Regions from separate parts of the Ovis aries genome. Here region 1 is linked to region 2. A link is a contact called in public Hi-C data. All regions are on one chromosome and are shown on one strand. The core of a region is the stretch at or near the end of the contact, and the rest is flanking DNA. Distances in the headings are between cores, read along the strand shown.

Region 1 (3,871 bases), core at 695-3,194, 140 kb before region 2:
CTTGGCTCTCCTTATACCAGGCAGGGATGTTTCAAGTACCACGTAGATGAGGGTCAGGAAGACTTAGTCCTGTGTGACTGGAGAGTACTCAAGAGCTGTCAACTATTCAGCAAGCTGCCTTAATGGGAATGTCACTGGGATGGTATTCTGTTAGTGTTGGTTGCTCAGTTGTGTCCGACTCTTTGCAACCTCATGGACTGTAACCTACCAGGATCCTTTGTCCATGGGATTCTCCAGGCAAGAATACTGGAGTGGGTTGTCATTTCCTTCTCCAGGGGATCTTCCCTACCCAGGGATTGAACCTGGGTCTCCCACATGGTGGGCAGATTTCTTTACTGTCTGAGCCATGAGGGAAGTCCATAAGAAAAAAAAAAAATTGAGCCCCATTGGGAACATACACTGGGATGGTATCCTGGAGGGCATTCAAAAAAAAAAAATAGTTTAAATCAACTAGAAAATGTTACATGGGTGCATATGGTGATTATTCAACATTTATTCACCGTGTGTTAGGTGCTTGGTTGAGGCGGACCCCCTAGGACTGGCTGCTGTTCCTGTGTCACTCCTGATCATTTTTAAATTGACCTTGTCCTTTTAACCGTGTTTTTAAACACTGAACTACTCCAATGTGAACACTTTCCACTTTGCTACATAATGAGAGTACGTTCATCCCTTTAATGTTTGCTTTTTCCTTTGATCTAACAATTTCTGTTCAAATTTCACAGTTTTCTGTGGCTTCAGGAATGAAAGAACTGATTACCCTGCTGGGAGCGTGAAATAGACTTTAAAAAATTGGCATGATATTTCCTCCCAGTGAAATTAATTTAGCTTTAAATACAGGGGTAAGGTACACACCTTGTGCTGGAGCCTCTTTCTCTCACACACCTAAGCAGTTGCTTAGCGCACAGTTGGACCTGCTGCCAAGTCTTAGGTCTTTTGTGAGGCTCCTTTGCAAGACACAGGCTGAGAACCTTTCTGTTTGACTGCTGGCTTTGTGTGGGCCTGATGACATATCTGGGACGTCTCTATTTCTTTGAAGGCCCATCTGAAAAGCCCAGTGGTCCTGTCGAGCAGTCCGGTGGCTGGGGTACTTAAGTGCAGCCCGACTGGCTTGCGGAGTGTTTTGAGGGTCTTTTAGGAAACGCACCTTCTTGCAGGGCAGGGATCCTCGGCTCCAGAGCAACAAAGGACAATTTCGAGGGGAGTGGAAGGAGCGCTCCACAGCCTCTCTGGCATCCCAGGCCCCCTTCTCCCTAGCTTCGTGTCCTTAGTGACCCCGCCTTCATCCTCTGCATCCCACCCGGGCTGTCTCGCTGCTCCTTAGTCTGGCCAGGGGCGCCGCGACCCACCACCTTCCCCCGCGCCCCACTCGGGGCGCCCTCAAACCCTTGGAGCAGCGCTGCGCACCGCCGCCACGCTCGCCCCGCGGCCCCCCGCGGCCTCTCTGGCACCGCTGGGTCCGGCTTCTGGGGCCAGTGTTACCCCCGCCCAGCAGTCCATAGCCGTCTCCTGCAGCCCCCGTCGCAGGAGCTGTCAAGCTCGCAGCCGCTGAGCCAGCCCCGGAGCTCCCGCGTCTCCTCTCCTTCCTTTGTGTGCGCGCGAGAGGAGTTGGGGCGGAGGGAGAAGGGGGAGGTCGCTCTGTCGGTCTGTCTCCCGCTGCCTTTGCCCGGGCAGCTTGAAGTGCGGCCGGGGAGGAGGGAGCCCACGGGGAGGGTGCGGGGAGCTGGTGGAGCGGCTGTGGGCCGCCCGCGAGCCCGGGTTCCAGCCGCGCGCTGGGAAGCGCGGCCCGCAGCTGGGGCTGGGCTGGAGGCACGATTTGTCCGCTCCGGCCGCCCCTCGGCCTCCCTCGGCTCCCACCTACCCCCCGACACCCGGAGAACAGCGTGCGAAGGCGCCGAGAGGGACGGAAACCACAAATAAATAGCGGCGGCAGCAGCGCGTCATCTGGCGGAGCAGGAAGTGCAGGCAGAGTCCGGAGGCTGGTGCTTTCTGCGCGTCCCCTGGACTTTGCCATGGGCTGGGGGCCGCGGAGGCTGCGAGCGGCCGGGCCAGGGCAGCGGCGGCGGCGTCCGCTCCGGGGCTGAGCGAGAAGCGTCGCGCGGGGCGCACGGAGATGGCAGCGTCCAGCAACTCCAGCCTGTCCGGCTCCTCGGTGTCCTCCGGTGAGTTTCAGCCCATCGGGAGCGGCTGCCCCGCTGGGTGTCTCGTCCCCTGCCCGCGCCCCGCACTCTGGGATGGAGAGAGCCTACCTGTGGCCGTTCTGCCCGCTCTCCCGGAGTGAGGGCCGCTGTGACACTTGTTTGGCTGGCCGGCACCCTTGGGCGCCCACTGCACCTTCGCGCCTGGAGTCTGACAGCGCAGAGGTGGGAGAGCGGGGGCGCCCTTGGTGTGCAGAAGTAGGGGTGTTGGGGATTTGTGGAGCAGCAGGCAAGAAGCGAGGCGAGCAGGGCGGGCTCGCACTTTCTAGCGCCACTGAACCAGGGCTGGCGGGTCGGGGAAGGTGAGGGTGCCGCTGGGCGCCCGGACCCTCTGGCTGTGCGGTGCCCATTCCACTGGATGCCCAGATTCAAGGCAAGGGGGAGCAAACCCTCGCTCTTCGCATACTTCATTTTCTTTGTTTGTTTCAGAAATTAGCTCCGTGTAGACGCACGCTTGGTGTATGAGCTTGAGATAGGGATAATTCAGGGATTCTGTCATTCTGGTTAGGGTTGAAGTTAAGAGACCGGCGGTCAAGCCCAGCCTCTGACCACTTGCCCAGTTTCAAGTGTGCGTATGTATGTGTGTATGTGATTTCCCTCTGTGGCCTCTTAGAATACATTTGGTAATTTTACTTTCCCGGCATACATTTTTTTTTTTTCTTTCAAGTGTGGCTGAGCAAAGGAAGGGCTTCTTTCAGCTTTTCTATGGTTGATCAGCGGGTCTAATTGAAGAGAAGAAATCGCTAATGAATCTGAAGGAGAGGAATCAATAGCAGCAGACCCTCTGGATTCTGAGTATGACAGGTTTCTAATCAGGATGATGCATTAGGTAGAATGCTTCTACCGCTCTGGTCATTGAAAACTTTAATGACAAACCCTAAAGGGATAGCTGACAAGACATTTACTGTAGTTTACAGTATTCAAGGGTCAAGAAGGTCTTGAAGTCCTAATGGAAATACTCAATATATCAATATTGTATTAATTTCTATTGTGTGTCCACTTTAAATTATTACTCCAAAAATTAAACTCAGAGAAAGAAACGTTCTATTGGAGGCATTGGACAGCAAGCCAGGCAATAAGGAACCCTATCTCTAGATGTGTGACTAATTAAATCATGAATGCAAGGTGCTTTGACTAAGGTGCAGTTGTGACATGGAACAAGGTGATTACTTGAAAGTCATCTATTATCTTTTTTGGCAGGTTTTAGTTCCAGTGAAATGGCACTTCCTTTTTTGATCATTATCAACTGATGAAAAGCGCAGTGTTGTTACGTGTACAAGGTAGTCGAAGTTTCTGGTAGTAGCAGCCAATGGGGCAGAACAGTCATATCTTATTAAGAGCAGCAACAAGTTGACCGACCGCCTGTGGTTTTTAATTCTGAGAACTCAGCAAATGCTACAGCTTATTTTTAGTACCCTCAAACCACTGATGCTGCTTTTCAATTCATTTTGGTTGACTAACATTGAATTTAAAATACAGTGCTGTTGGCTTATGGTTACCATATGGTTACCCCTCTTTGAAAATGGCCCACAAGATGAACTGGTGGGAGAGTGGGAATGAAGGGAAAGAAGACAAGAGGAAGGACAGTAAAGTGGTTTTATCATGTGATTTACTGGTGTATGAATTACAGGTGCTGTGGCATCCGAATTTTCAGATCTTGATGAAATATCTCCTTA
Region 2 (3,963 bases), core at 893-3,392:
TTTATACAAAATCTCTCATGTAGATGGTCTTCTCTCAGTTGCTTTATTTTGCACCCTCAACTACTTTCTGGAAGAGACACAGTCAACCTGAAATTACCTTAATTGATGATAGTTTTGCCTTCTTAAAGAGGTTACTTAATGGCCAAAGTCTCCCATATCTTCTGACCCGCAGTCCCCAGCTCTCCTCCTCCTCAGACAACTTTAACCCCGGCAGAATCTTCCAGAGCTATTCTGTGCTCTGCAAACAATGGGCTGGCTGTGCCTCCCTTTTAAAACTTAACATCTTAGAGAGCTTTTCACATCAGCCACCTTATTCCTTAGCACCTTCATAGTTTTCATAAACAGGCTTTTTAAAAATCGCTTGAAAAAATAACATAGCCAGTCATTATGTTGTAGAGACCACTTATAGGATGAATGAACAGCCAGCTGTTCTCATGAGTTGTGATTTTGTGGTGGGGGCTGGAGAAGATATCCAGCAGCCACATTGTATCACATGGATCTTTGCTTTTTTTCTCCGCAAAGACTAAGGAAGAATATGATGCACTTTAGGAAAAAAATGTCTTAGATGAATCAAAAGTGCCAAAGTTATACATAAAGAGTGGGCTTCCCTGATAGTTCAGTTGGTAATGAATCCGCCTGCAATGCAGTTCTATTCCTGGGTCAGGAAGATCTACTGGAGAAGGGATAGGTTACCCACTCCAGTATTGTTGGGCTTCCCTTGTGGCTCAGCTGGTAAAGAATCTGCCTGCAATGCAGGAGACCTGGGTTCAGTCCCTGTTTTAGGAAGATTCCCCTGGAGAAGGGAAAGACTACTCACTCCAGTATTCTGGCTGGAGAACTCCATAGACTGTATAGTCCATGGGGTCAGAAAGAGTCAGACATGACTGAGCGACAAAGTAATTCATAGAGAGATTAAATAGAGAGATTACATAAAGTTATCCAATGAAATATGAGTAGATGAAAGCACTATCTCTTAATCGGTGTATTACGTTATACTTGGTTTTAAGTACATGTGTCTAACTGAATTAATGAATTAAATAGTAGTAGTAGAATCCCCATAGACAGAGGAATCTGGCGGGCTAATGACTCCATGAGGGTTTCCCTGATAGCTCAGTTGGTAAAGAATAAGTCCATGGAGTCAGAAAGAGTCAGACACGACTGAGTGACTAAGCGTAGCAGACAGTAGATATCTGATAAATTCATTGATATGTCTAATTTTATATATTCAAAAACTTTTTGAAGAGGATCTGCTCATTAAGAAAATGGAGGCCTCCTTCTGCTGGGGGAATCCCCAGTATTTAGCAGTTCTAAACAAACAGAAGCCGAGCAAAGTAAAGCAGGCAGAGGCTGAAGTGTCAGCTATGTTACTAAGGGCAGGCTGGAGGGTGGCTGGCTCGGTGGACTTGCACATTATTGAACCCCAGAATTACGTAGGCTTACCTATCCCCCAGGTACTGCAGAAGGCAGCCGTTCACCTCCAGGTGAAGTGCTCCCAGGAGCTGGCACAAAGCCCGGAGACAAATGGCATCCATCTCCCCCAGGACACAACATAGGCCCTGATAGAGGCCAGAAGGAGTTCACTTACTGAGCACGTTTCACATTACAGGAGTGGGGAAGCCTTCCCCACCAACACTGTGTATTTGGGCATACGGCATACACTCACTCTAATTCTCCCCACACATGTGAGGCTATTCAGTTACTCCATGGTGGGTGAAGGGTTCACTTGTTCCGTCATGGGGCGAAGGACGGCTGTACCAGGGCTACTGGCGTCAGCATGCTGCCTTTTCACCTCCAGGCCCCCGTGGACCAGCTCTGTGCAGAGAATACTCAGCAGTGGGGAGACTGCAGCTGCTCCAGGACTCAGATAATTTTAGGAATTCTGGAGCCTCCCACCAGGAGATTGGGCATCCAGCCCATTCATTCCCTGTCCATCTGGGTTGGGGTTGGGCAGGCAGGGGAAAATCACCCAGTGAGCTGAGAGTGGAGCTGGGGTGAGAAGCTCCCATCAGTAACAAGAGCATAGTTTTCTGCCCTTCTTTGAGCTGCCCATCATGAGAAATCTCTAAATTCTCCATGTTCCAGACTGGTTCTCTCCTTCACAGGTGACTGCCTAGCCACTGGCCCTCTGAAAGGAAGATTTCACTGCAGTTGATTCTGTTTCAGCTTGTAAAACCAACAATGACCTGGCAGACGTGGCCAGAGCTGGCGGCTGCTGACATATCCATTCCTGACATCACTTACTACAATTATATTAACCGTGCCAATTGGTGTGAACTGAACCAGTCATGAAGAGTGGCGGTGTTAAACCAGAGGGCCCATTTGTTGCCAGACTGGTTGCTAATAAGCTGGGTCTAGGCATGGGCTTAATATTTCCATTGATGGTGAAACTGAGGAAGAATCACCCATAGAACCTGATACATAGAGCACCCTTGAGGCAGAAGAGCAGAGGTGGACGGTGGGAGAATAGACAGGAAGAAAGGAGAGAGGAAGGGAGGGGAGGAGAGGAGAAAGGAGAGAGAGGAGAGATTCCAGTTAGTAAGATTTCACTCTTTTAGGTTTTTTTTTAAATGGCAGAAAATGGAATAATGTCCTAAGCATTCTTGCTTCTCTAATGCTGCTTTCTTCAATGTTCAAACCATGTTACATCACTGAAGCAGAAGAAAAATAAGAAAGAACTGAAATTTTCACTTTCGCTTCTGCACTGCTGATTCCTCTATGGGACCAGGGTGATGGGGAGAAAAGTCAGTTGGCTCTGAAACAAAACAGACCAGGATTTGAATTGTTTTCCATGAAATGAGTGACTTTGGGGGAAATTACTTAATTTTTTGAGTCTCAGTTTCCTCATCACTAGGAGATAAAAATACTTACCTTGCAAGACCCCTCTATATGCTTCCTTAAATAGCACTTTGTCTATCATAACAGTTTTTCTAGTTTATTGAAATTATTTTTTACAAAATGTTTGTTTGCTTTCATTGCTGGACTGAAGGCACTTTGGAATCAGGGACTGAGTTTGCCTTGCTCATGGGTATCTTTATCATGCAGTGCAGTGCCTGGCACATAAGTATTTGCTGGAAGGATGGGTTAATTGATGGATGGATAAGTGGATAGAGGAGATGAGTGGATAGACGGTTGGATGTGGACAGATGATTCAAGAAAATCGTGAAGATTAGATTTGATGTATTTAAGCGACCTACTCCCAAATCTAGAATCTACGGGTGCTTAAAATTCCTTCCCACTCTCGGTAGAAGACCCCACTTCCTCTGAAGTTCCTCTTTTTGACTCTGAATATAATCTGGGCAAAATCTTTCTTTCCTTGCCAGTAGCAACATTTCCAGGGCTGTGATTTATGAGCTGTTCTCGTGAGAATTTAGTCTATCACTACCACCACCACTGTGTATCTGAGGAGACACAAATACCCAGAGTAAGCTCAAGACACATGAAGGGAAAGGTGAAAGTGAAAGTCACTCAGTCGTGTCCAATTCTTTGCGACCCCATGGACTCTGTCCATGGAATTCTCCAGGCCAGAATACTGGAGTGAGTAGCCCTTCCCATCTCCAGGGATCTTCCCAACCCAGGGATCGAACCCAGGTCTCCTGCATTGCAGGCAGATTCTTTACCAGCTGAGCCACAAGGGAAGCCCAAGAATATTGGAGTGGGTAGCTGATCCCTTCTCCAGGGGATCTTCCCGACCCAGGAATTGAACTGGGGTCTCTTGCACTGCAGGCAGATTCTTTACAAACTGAGCTATTAGGGAAGCCCCAAGACATACAGGGAAGGTATTATTATAATAGGAGAAGAAAATGGCTTTTCTGAATGGCAAGAGTGGAGGGCTGGCTGAAGGCATCCCTAAGTTGTCTTCTCTAAGGAAGAAGACATCTCCTTCAGGTCAAGAAATAACTGAGTAGTGGGAGAGGGAATGGGGGAAGGGCAAGATAGGGGTAGAGGATTAAGAGGTGCGAACTA

What was found. Hi-C and Micro-C count contacts between places; a contact is called where the count stands out from the background.
Region 1: a contact with region 2 is called in a Hi-C map of liver, with 4 times the contacts expected there. The contact joins the promoter of CHN2 here to the enhancer-like site in region 2. A contact is called at or near these places in 6 of 16 Hi-C or Micro-C datasets (hypothalamus, liver, omental adipose tissue and 2 more).

What each region holds. Positions count from the first base shown.
Region 1 is chr4:68,515,302-68,519,172 of ARS-UI_Ramb_v3.0, reverse strand. It overlaps CHN2 (chimerin 2), which reads left to right and starts at 1,944. Exons shown (of 13, transcript XM_004007934.5): 1 at 1,944-2,159. The coding sequence starts at 2,111.
Region 2 is chr4:68,371,125-68,375,087 of ARS-UI_Ramb_v3.0, reverse strand. All of the region lies in intron 1 of CHN2 (chimerin 2), which reads left to right. Among named protein-coding and RNA genes, the nearest start is that of CHN2, 140 kb to the left of the region's middle. Within about 2 kb of position 2,142, at least 6 of the 54 cell types and tissues checked have an H3K27ac peak or open chromatin away from gene starts, as enhancers often do. A contact at or near this core is called in liver, where this site is marked.